2 separate regions of the Zea mays genome follow, and region 2 is linked to region 1. The links are chromatin contacts, called in public Hi-C maps. All regions are on one chromosome and are shown on one strand. Each heading gives the region's core, a stretch centred on a gene start, on an enhancer-like site or on the middle of the called end of the contact. The rest is flanking DNA. Distances are from core to core; before and after follow the strand shown. Region 1 holds the start of LOC100194220 (putative RING/U-box superfamily protein). Region 2 holds the start of LOC100381576.

Evidence for each region. A called contact is a pair of places that touch in the nucleus more often than the background predicts.
Region 2: a contact with region 1 is called in a Hi-C map of leaf, with 4 times the contacts expected there. The contact joins the promoter of LOC100381576 here to the promoter of LOC100194220 in region 1. A contact is called at or near these places in 19 of 25 Hi-C or Micro-C datasets (bundle sheath, ear, endosperm and 5 more) and 2 of 3 datasets of contacts at active chromatin or transcription factors (leaf and seedling).

Annotation. Positions count from the first base shown.
Region 1 is chr10:77,738,088-77,743,907 of Zm-B73-REFERENCE-NAM-5.0, forward strand. LOC100194220 (putative RING/U-box superfamily protein) reads left to right here and starts at 2,718. Exons shown (of 2, transcript NM_001139261.1): 1 at 2,718-2,841; 2 at 3,322-5,057. The coding sequence starts at 3,398. The coding sequence ends at 4,819. LOC103641252 (pentatricopeptide repeat-containing protein, mitochondrial-like) reads right to left here. Exons shown (of 2, transcript XM_008664615.4): 2 at 5,563-5,820.
Region 2 is chr10:77,877,997-77,883,887 of Zm-B73-REFERENCE-NAM-5.0, forward strand. LOC100381576 reads right to left here and starts at 3,243. Exons shown (of 25, transcript NM_001174401.2): 1 at 3,164-3,243; 2 at 2,898-3,077; 3 at 2,699-2,812; 4 at 2,459-2,617; 5 at 1,608-1,785; 6 at 1,409-1,535; 7 at 1,216-1,325; 8 at 981-1,119; 9 at 786-895; 10 at 620-689; 11 at 351-424; 12 at 182-277; 13 at 3-98. The coding sequence starts at 3,243.

The sequences.
Region 1 (5,820 bases), core at 1,468-3,967:
AGTCAAGTCAACCATAGATGCAATAATGGACATGGTTAGGGACACTCATTTTCCCTCTCCAACTTTCTTTCTCCCACCCTCCCACACTCTTTATCACTCATATTAATTCCATGCAACTAGAACACACACCATTAACAAGTAATAAGATTAGACATCCTCTTATTTGATCATAAGCATGCTGGTAACTAGTAATAAAATTAGTTGGAGCACATGCCTCATCATTGAAGGAAAAAAATAAATGAAATTAGGAGTTGTTTTTGGTTGGGTGAAGTACTTGAAGAAGAAAGAGGAGACCATAAACGTGGTTATGGGTGGTATTCTTGTCTGATGATGGGTGATGCAAAATGCTTGGGGTCAGAATTGGAGAGGGGCGCGTTGATGTCTTGTTGTACCAAACAATTTTACAAGGCCCATACACCCTCGTTGGTCGTGTACAAAAATGGGGGAGCTCAGGATAGGAACTCATCATTGAAAAACTTTATGCTACGTGTATGTCCTCCTCTTATCACATTGCTATTAGGATGAAAACTAGCATGTAAGCTCTGTCTTGTCAAGACGTTACTACATTAGAGATATACAAAAGCCTCGGCTTGTCGTGTTGCACTTATAACATGGGGGCTAGTAGTGAACTTGACGTTTGGATATGACTAATGATGCTACACACTTGCTTGTCGTGTTGTTGTTGAAACTCAAAACAAATGATTCTAGATATGATTAATGATGTTACGTACATGCTTGTCGTGTTGTTGTTGAAACTCAGAACAGAGGAATTTGGGTATGACGAATGATGCCACACACCTACTTGTCGTGTTCTTGTCATAACTTGAAAGAGGATTTTGGATACAACTAATGATGTTGGACATATTATTATAGTGTTGTTGTCGAAAGTAGAAACCAAAGGTTTTTGGGTATGATTAATGCTACCACGCACTTTCTTGTCGTGTCGTTGTCGAGACTTGACACAAATGATTTCATGTATGACTAATGATGATGTGCACCTGCTTGTCATGTTGTTGTCAAAACTCAAAACAAAGAATTTTAGGTATGACTAATGACGTTACTTATATGCTTGTCGTGTTGTTGTTGAAACTAGGAACAAAGAAATTTGGGTAAGACGAATGATGCTACACACCTACTTGTTATAACTCAAAAGAGAGGATTTTGGATACGGCTGATGATGTTGCATACCTTCCTATAATGTTCTTGTCGAAAGTAGAAACCAAAGGTTTTTGTGTTTGATTAATGATGCCACACACTTGCTTGTCGTGTTGTTGTCGAGACTTGACACAAATGATTTCGAGTATGACTAATGACATCTACGTACATGTTTGTCGTGTTGTTGTCGAAACTAAAAACAGAGGATTTAGGCACGACTAATGACGTTACTTCTATGCTTGTCATGTTGTTGTCGAAGCCAGAAACGGAGAATTTTCCAGTATGACTAATGACATCTACGTACATGTTTGTCGTGTTGTTGTCGAAACTCAAAACGAAGGATTATATGCACGAATAATGACGTTACTCATATGCTTGTCGTGTTGTTGTCGAGACCAGAAATAGAGAATTTCCCGGTATGGCTAATGATATCTAAGTACATGTTTGTCGTGTTGTTGTCGAAACTCAAACCAGAGGACTTTAGGCACGACTAATGATGTTACTTCTATGTTTGTCGTGTTGTTGTCGAGACCAGAAACCGAGAATTTTCCGGTATGACTAATGATATCTACTTATATGTTTGTCGTGTTGTTGTCGAAACTCAAAACAGAGGATTTTAGGCACGACCAATGACATTACTTCTATGCTTGTCATGTTGTTGTCAAAGCCAGAAACGGAGAATTTTATGATATGACTAATGATATCTACGTACACGTTTGTCGTGTTGTTGTCGAAACTCAAACCAGAGGACTTTAGACACGACTAATGATGTAACTTCTATGTTTGTCGTGTTGTTGTCGAGACTAGAAACGGAGAATTTCCGGTATGACTAATGACATCTACGTACATGTTTGTCGTGTTGTCGTCGAAACTCAAAATAGAGAATTTTAGGCACGACTAATGACGTTACTTCTATCCTTGTCGTGTTGTTGTCGAGATAAAAAACGGAGAATTTTCCAGTTTAACTAATGACATCTACGTACATGTTTGTCGTGTTGTTGTCGAGACCAGAAACGGAGAATTTCCGGTATGACTAATGGCATCTACGTACATGTTTGTCGGGTTGTGTCGTCGAAAGTCAAAACAAAGGATTTTAGGCACGACTAATGACGTTACTTCTATGATTGTCGTGTTGTTGTCGAGAACAAAAAACGGAGAATTTTTCGGTATGACTGATGGTATATACGTACATGTTTGTCGCTCGAAACCAGAAATGGAGGCTTAAGGGCACGACTAATGATTCTACTCATCTACTCGAAACCAGAATTTACCGTGCTGTACAGAGTATCTAGTCGGTGACTTTGCCATAGTTAAACCCTCTAGCGATCTATATTCATGCTCGCTCATTTTGGCGACGAAACGAGGAGGAAGCCTGCTCGCGCTACAACAAGCACCGAAGTATCTCTATCTCTAAGATATTATATCTCTAGATAGTATAAATATAATATCTGCCAAAATACCTTCTAATAATCAATGCGATCAAATCTTTTTTGATTCAAAAATAAATGATTTCCATGCTATAAAACGGGGGCACCAGCGGGCCTCAGGGCACCACCACCAAACACAAGAGAAGTAAAACCAAGTGTCAGTCTCTGACTCCCCCTCCCCCCCGGTTCCTCACTTTCTCCTGTGCCGTGGTCTTGACAGTCCGGGCCCACTCTCGAGTCTCCGACCGCATTGAACTCTGTAAGGAATACATAACTCAAATCCCATCGCTTCCATGTCGTTGGTTGCAAGTGGTGGAGCTTTGGGACATGTTTGAAATTTAGGGTTTCTTCATTAGGATTATTAGTTTGTGAATTGTGATCCTTCCTTTTTCGCTGAAGTGGTATCCCCAGTCTTGTTTCAGTTAATGTGCATTTTTTAGAAAAAAAAAGCAGGGGTAAAACTCTATTTTTTTAATAAAAATGATTCACTCCTGGAACCAGTTTCGGACGCTCCTCCCCACCGCTATCGCCGCTGATGGTGGGGCCTGAGAGAACCTCGGCCCTCCTCCGGCGCCGCCAAATTCCGGTGAAGTCTCCATAGGTTCGTGCCGGAGGTTCGATTTTGCTGGACCCCATTTGGATCCTGACCTCCGGCATTGTGCCATTCTCGGAGTAGGGGGAGGCTCGCTCGCTCTTCCTGTTTTTGACTGGTGTCTCGTCCATGGGTGGGGTCCTGCAGGTGTGTACTGTATTAATCATTTAATCGGCGCCAGAGCGACTGGGCGCCGCGCTGCTGCGACTGCGACTACGCGGGCATGGCGGGGAAGGAGGCGGCGGAGAGCAGCAGGGCCAGGAGGCGCATGGATCTGAACCTGTACGTGGGCCTCCCGCCGCTGTCGCCGCCTCGACTCTGGCTCGACACCTCGGCGCCTTCCCGAACGACGTGGGTGTCCCACTCGGGTCCCGGTGCCGCGCTGGACGCTCCAAGGACACGCGAGCCCGAGGAACCGCTCGCCCCGGCGGCGGCGGCGGCGGCGGCCTACTCGCCGTCGAACGCGCTCTTCGCCCCGGACCCGGAGGAGCACCCGGTGTTTGATCCCTTAGTGTACTCCTGGCTCGACGGCAGCGGTGAAGAGTACACCGATGCTCCTGCGCTGTCGGCGCCGGCTCCAACGCCGGTGGATGGTCATGGTGTCTCTGGGCCGCAGTTTCTGATGGCTGCCACTGGGCTGGACGGGGACGATCTTGCGGTACCAAGGCCTGTGCACCCTAGCCGGGTGGCGGCGGCTGCTGCTGCTGCTGGTGGACTGGAGATGGTCGGCACGAGCGTACTTGGGCAGTCCACTCAAGGTGCGACTGCAAGTGAAGCAGGGGAGCTCCGGTTCCTGAGGGCGATACGGATCAGCCAGCAGCACAACATCGTGAGGTCAGGACCAGCGAGCCACACTCAAGTGGCAGCTAGCACGGATGCGGGTAGCCTGGTCATGGCAATGCAACACACACAAAGCGCTTTCGAAGCAGCAGCAGATCCGGATGGCGGCGGCGACAAGGTGCGTGGAAGCGACGCCGCAGAGAAGGACGGGTCCTGTGACTGCAACTGCGACTCCAGCTTCGAGTGCAACATCTGCCTCGAGCGGGCCAAGCAGCCGGTGGTCACGTCCTGCGGCCACCTCTTCTGCTGGCCGTGCCTGTACCGGTGGCTGCACGCGCAGTCGCCCTTCTGCGACTGCCCCGTCTGCAAGGGCGAGGTGTTGCTAACGAGCATCACACCGATCTACGGGAGAGGCGGCGACGAAGAAGGGGACTCCGGCTCCTCCGCCGTCCCCGACCTGCCGCCCAGGCCGCAAGCGAACCGGAGGGACAGCCTGAGGCAGCAGCTGCAGACGGCGACGGACGCCAGAGGGATCGCCGCGGTGCTGAGGGAGATGATCCAGAACCAGGGCATCGTGACCTCGGTTCCCGCAGGCCGGCAACGGGCTGGTAGCGCTCGGAGGCAGCGAAGGCAGGGTAGCAACGCGTCGCGCTCCGCGGTGGTGAACGCGGGCAATGCTGCCCCTGAGGGCAGCGATCCGATCCAGCCGCCACACTCCAATGGCGGCAACGGTGAGCAGGTTGTTCATGCAGCTCCTCAACAACCACCACCGGCTGTTGTGCTGGGCGAGCCTGGGCCAAGTAGGCGGTCGAGGCATTCGGAGTCCGCAGCCATAAGAAGGACAAGGAGGAGGCCACAGCAGTAGGGAGCAGAGTGTTGGCACTCCCTTCAGTAAGAAAAAAAGAGAGCTACAGATCATGCATCAAAATGTTAGTTATCACCATGATTAACATCTCATGGTTAATAATATACTAGGAATGTAGTACATGCCATCGCTCGTTTGCCAGGCAAAACGAGTCGAAATGTCAGTCCCAGTCCCAGCATGTTGGGAATATATTTTCTGATTGAGCCTCTGTTTCTGTTCTGATATGCCATTATAACTTATCTGATGTCGCTATTCCCGAGTTTCCAACATAGTTACATTACTTCATCATTGTAAGCGTGTCCTGTTAGCAAACTATTCTAGCGTAGAAACACTATACTGACTTCTGCTTGGGTCTCTGTTTCTGCTCCAATTGCTAATGTCGCTGTGACTGAGCAGCACAAGAGTAACCATACCAAAAAAAAAACCATGTTGCCTTGTTATGCCACTGGCTATTTATTAGCACATAAAATTGCCACAACCGGTGTCAGGCTCAAAAAAGAGAAAAGGGCTCCTAATTTCAGCAGAACCTTTCATGCAGCACTCACACCTATAATCAGCCCAAAAGAGATTTATATGGCAGATGGAGTTGATCAAATCAGTGGGGCATTTTCCATTCGTATGCCATTTGCCAACCTGAACATTCAGAAACACTGCACCCACCACACAGCCTCATGATAATGCTGATGGCATTCTTTGTGACCCACTAGCTGTTCACATTTTCTTACGGAAAACCATCTCACTACTGGAGAACAAGAACAGCTTGGTGCAGAATTATTTATAAAGCAAGCAGATGTAGAAGGTCCACAAGATCAAACTACAAGCTCTAAAAGAGCAACAGAAGTTCAAAGAAAAAAAACACGATGTTGTACCCGGATGAGCACTTAACCAGTATGTAGACTTCTAACCTGAATCCCAATGTAGTTAAACTAATTGATGAGGTAGAAAAAAAAAAGTTGGAGCCTTCTCCACGGAAATTTCCAGGTTCCTTTATCCTCGCAGCT
Region 2 (5,891 bases), core at 1,993-4,492, 140 kb after region 1:
ACCTGAATGGACTCCTTGTAGTGAGGGCATACAGAATACACAGGAGCTTCATGTCCTTCAAATGTGTACTGCTTCTGTCCTGTTTGAGCATCCCACACCTGCCAAATCAAGAGTCCGGATATATTCCAGGTGTTCTTGTTTGTTTTGAGAGAAAAAACAAGAGACCACACAATATCCTCACCTTGATGAGTTTATCATCACCACATGTGATGATAGATAGAGTTTTATTAGGGTGAGAGAAGGCTATATCATTAACCCCACCGATGTGTGCGTCAATCTGTAATTCCAAGAGTTAGGGACCTTAAAGCAGTTAGTATTTACAATCAGTATTAGAATATATGTGCACACACCTCTGCTTGCTGCCGTAAATCTCCATTAGGTACAAAAGTATATGTCTGAACAATATGCTTCGAGAAAGCAACACCTGGAAAAAGCAGCTGGTGGAATTAAATATCTCCATTTAAGATCCAAACAAAATAGAACACCACAATTATGAAACAACATCAATATCGAGATTAAAAAATAGAACACTCCCAAGTATACCATAATGGATAGCGTCTTATTTTAACAAGAGCACAACCAAATGCAAATAATAGCATTGAAAGAAACACTACCATACCTAGAATAGTTCCATCAGGGCTCCACAGACATCTATTGACAGATACTGCAGCATCTTTCATCAGCGAAGCCTGCAGAACAACAAATTGTCGATAAAAAACTACCATTCAAGGCACCAAGCTGCTTCCAGCTGCACAAAGCTCATACACAATAACTGAAGTAGTCACCTGCAAAGGCAAGGTACAGGAACCAATATCCCAAACTTTGAAAGTCTTGTGAGCTATCCTTTCCCGTGAACCAACTTCCCACACCGCAATGTCACCAACATTTGTTCCAACTGTTTAGGTCAGGAAACTGTAAATATAATGGACAGTTACCAAAGTAACAGTTCAATAATCAAGGGACATGTTTGCAGCGAGTACCTAAAAGAATGGTTTGTTGAACGGGGTGGAAATCCAGGCTCATAACATTAGAACCCTGATTAAGGGTACGAGAAACTTGTTTGGGAAGGTCTTCTTGTGTGTACATATTGGCAGGATGGCTTGCACCAGAGAAAGATACCTGTCATAGTTTCAATGAATCATAGCTTGTTTGATTATGTAAATTACAGAAAAAAAATGAGGTCAAACACAAATCAGTCTTGAGTTCGTCTAATACCTCATCTGGTTGTCCAACCCGCATTCTTTTCATGAGATGTTCTGAATCTGCAGATTGGTAATCAATACCAGGTGCACTTGTAGGGGTTCTAGGATGCTTTAGAAATGCCGCTGAGAGCAAACAGCCAGTTCAGAAAGGACCAAACACTGCAACCAGCAACAACCACCATTTATCAGAATTACTTTCAACATACCTGTGTTTGGAGCCTGAACGAGACCAGGTGGCCCTTGTGCAACAGCAGCATGAGGCAAAGAGGGGTTGGCATTTGTCATCCAACCTGCAATTGCGTTTGGAGATGGCGACACCACAGGTTGAAATGGCTGCAAGATCGATGCCATATAAGCAATCGATAGTCAGGATAAGTTAAATGGCCTAATTGTGACAATACTTACAGCATGAGCACCCATTGGTGGAAATCCAGCTGACTTAGGGATGGATCCAAGTGGACCATTGGCAGGTGGAGGTGCTCTTGCTCCATTGGTAGGAGCAGCACAAGAGTGATCAGTGAAGAGTGTCTTGATGTCAGGGTTTGGTCTGGGGTTCTTGCAAAGCTGATGTTGCCAGTTCAGACTGAAAGGCATTAGAAAGAAAACCCAGTTAGCCTCATCTTTTACATGCACGAAATGTGCTTCTGAAAGCATTGTTAGATTTGTAGGCATAACAAGTAGAGAAATCCCAATTGTGGCATTTATGGACATGACCTTACAATAAGAAAAGGGATGGTATCTGCTATAGCATAAGCATCTAAAGCTAGGGCCACTATAAAGAGACCATTTCTTTGCACATTGTCGATAAAAGCTGGTTACTTGGGATAAACAGGTAGAGATGTGCAAATCACATGAAACAATCCGAAAAGGAAGAACCATATCAAGAAGATTCTGTAGTGATGAACAACCAGAAGCAATAAAACTTCAACAAGACAAAAGAACAAAGGAAGCATTGACTACATTTAACTGACACCTTATCCATCATAATTACTAAGGGAACTCAAAGAAAGACATTATTTGGCACCAGAATAACCAGAAAGAAGATTTAAAAAATAGTAAACCTACACAAGTAGCAGTTACATAATTGAACTATTTGATTTATACCAATTGTGCACATAGAAAATTAAATGCTACCATACAATCTAATTAAATTTAGACCAAAGAACATCATAGAATTTATATTCACAAATCGTAACCTGATATTTTAAGGAAGTCTATATGTGTGACTAAACATATCAAAATCAAACAATCAACACCTTTGATTGATCAATGTGCGAAGTCTGGAAGCTTTGAATGGTGGGAAATTCAGCTTGTCCCGGAACAGAGGGTTTGCTTCAATGAGCTTTTTGAGCTCCAAAAGCATGATATTCCGGGCTGACTTTGTGTCCCCATACTTGGACAGCTGCTCATTTTGCCTGTTGATCATTAATACACAATCACATCCGCCCCGGCCCAATGCACTAAACATTTTTCTTCTGAACAGAAAGTTACCGAACCTGAAATTCTCCAAGGTCAGCAGCTGCGTTATCTCCTTGAACAGCTCCTCATTGAAGGAGGCGAATACCTTAAGATCCTTCACGAGAATCTCCACAGCCTTGGCTCTGTCATGCCTGTGACACCGACAGCAAATTCAGCAAAAAAAACAACCTTGACAACGACAAGGGACCAAGAGTAGCTTAGCGATGGGTCAGTCACCTATCAAGGGCCTCGAGGTACTTTTGCTTGCGGATCTCAAAGAAGATCTTCATGGAGTAGCGGTTGTCCTCCACCTTGGTGAAGCCGCTGAGGTACTTCTCCACCTCGTCCCACTCGCCGCCCTGCACGAGGTCCTCGAAGTGCTTCATGTTGAAGTAGAAGCCCGACTCCTGCTCCAACCTGCAGAGGCAACCGCAAAAGGGATCAGAAATCCAGCAAAGCAAGGCCTCGAAAAAAAGCCATTCATGGTCATGGCCTGCACTCACTTGTGGACCGTCTCTTTGAACTTCTCCTCGTCGAGGAACTGCAGGATGAGGAAAACCAGCTCCCTGCTAAGAGACGACATGGCTCCCCCGATCCCGGCCGGAGCCTCCAGCTCTCAAAAACCGGCCTAAACCTCGGGCCTTCCCGGCAGATCCCTCCCAAACCCCCCGCAAAAACCCGCTTCAAACCGCCCAAAAAGCGACAGCAGCAACTCAGCAAGCAAGCGGCTACACCGAGCTCAAAACCTTGCTCGGGAGCCCAGAGCCAGAACCCACGAACCAAGCAAACTCACGACCAGAGCACGGGCCTCGCCGCGCCCATCCCGCCGGGATCCCCGCCGATTCCGTCGGCGCGACCGCCGATCTGAAGCTGCCGACGCCGGCAGCTCGAATCCGGCCGCCAGGCGTCGCCTGCAGAGGGTCCCGCCTCAAACGCGCCGCCGTCGGCTAGGGTTCGGCCGCGCCGCCGCCTCCGTCTCCACGCCTCAGCAACAGCTGCCCGCGTTTCGCTTCTTTTATCTCGCTCGCTTAGTTTCTCTCTCCGAGAACTTCTCTCGCTCTCTGTTTTCTCCTCACCCGTTTCGGGGTTTTTCGGACCGCGTTTTATAGCCCCCTCGAGCAGTCTCTGCATATATAGCAACCCAGACAACCCGAGCAATTACGGTGACGCCCTCCTAGCAGCCACTATATTTACGCGTCTACCACTGTCGCATCAGGTCTCCAAGGGCAACCTCGTGATTTTTCTCGGGGAGGGCAGAAGCGGGAAAGCGGCGGTCGCGCGGTCGCTTGCCAGCCAGGGAGGGTTGTTTCCGTCATTCGGCGCATGGGAAGCGGAGCATCTGGGGGTGGCTGCGGGGCCCACGATGATCGTGGGGACGGTGAGGGGTAGAACGGTCATTTTGGGAGCCGGATACTGTAAGTTTTCCCTGCTGCCACGTCACCCTTCCTCGTACCCATTAAAATAACTCCTTTCTCTTGCCCGGTTTTCCTCCCTCTCTCCATCGCTTTCTGGCGCATCACCGGTTTCAATTTTTGAACGAGGCGGGTTTGTGGTAGGCGCACCCAGCACACCTACCCAGCTTTTCAGGCGTGTACTAAGTTTGATCATGACACGATATAGAATATGTTCTCTTTCTTAGATACTATAGCTTGCTGTTCCAGAAAAAATTGTATATATAGAAGATATACTTGGCTGAAAGATGTTGTGCTATGGATTAAATAGGTATCCAAATTGTTAAGATAAATTTCATATTTTAAAATAGATCATTTCTTATATTATCAAACACACTTATTATAAATAAGAATAAATTTTTGCATAAATTAATTTATACGATATTTGCTCTTGCAACAAAAAATGAAAAAATATATGTAATTGTATCCAAATTATATCCGAATTTTATATCTATTGTTTGAAAAAAATATGATAAATTTGATATTTATTTTTATGAATCTTCATAAGCTCAATGTTAAAAATAAAAATATAAATTTGCATAGCAGATTATATATCCTATTTATTCACAGTAAAAGAGAAAATACCAAAAAATGATGTTTGAATAAATATTTATTTTCATCCCAACTTGTGCATCTGCATACCATATTTCATCGGCTCAACGGTGAAATAATATCTTTTTGGCTACAAAAGTGTTTATTTATGTTAATGTACAGATCATCATATTGCAGATATATTTGTATCCGACACATGTATTTTCTCTAGTTGGCAATTGGTACTCTTTGAGAAGATTGCTTGAACACATGATGTTTTCATCATTAAAGCTAATGTTTTCAACCTCTATTATTTTTTTATCTTTGAGTATGTTGAGAGATGAGTAGCCAATTTAGGGCATGTACAACCCCATTAATTGAGGTGTCTCTTAAGGGGTTTCTAGAAAGTTAAGTGAAAAAACTCAAGATAAGAGCATGTCTCGTCATGACTTTCTATATTTATTGTCTCTTTACTATATTATGGTCTAGAGGCTTAGGGTTGTATTATGTAGTCTCTTACCTGTCTCTTTGATTTAGAAAACCGTTCTAGAGTCTCTAGGTTGTACATGGAAATGGGTGTCTACCATGAAAACCATGTATGTATATTGAGACTGATCTAAAATAGGAAGTACGAGAACATGGCATTCATATATGGTATAGCAATGCATTGAGGCTACCTTCTAAATCTGATTCTCATAAAAAATACTTGTTCTCTAATCGATGTTCGTAGCAGCCCTAACAAGACTTTGGTTGTTGACCATGCAGATAGTCATGGTATGGATACAAACTAGCTATTGTTTCATCCACAAGCTAACGCTAACGCCTAGTTTATTTCGGTGCCAGCATTACCACACACAAGAAAGCCAGCAGCGGCCAATTGGTTTGCACACACGTGCCAAATAAAACCACGGCGACATGTTGGTTCACACTACAATAACAGAAGCCATTTTCGGTGGCCATAAACCGCCAAAATGAGCCTTTCGGTAGCAGGTGCGACATCAGGAGAGAGGAGGGAGTGAGAAGGGAAGAGAGGAAAGAGAGAAGAAAGGGTGTTGTGTCACGTTAAAATTCATTATTTTTGGCAGCCGGAACGCATGCCGTCGAAAATAAGGTTATTTTGGGCGGCCATAGAACTTAGCCGCTAAAAATAACCTTATTTTTTGCGGCCAGTCGACCACTCACAACCTCCAAAAGTTACTTACTATTTTCGGCGACCAGGGTTCGGCCGCCAAAAATGGTGTGCAGTTTT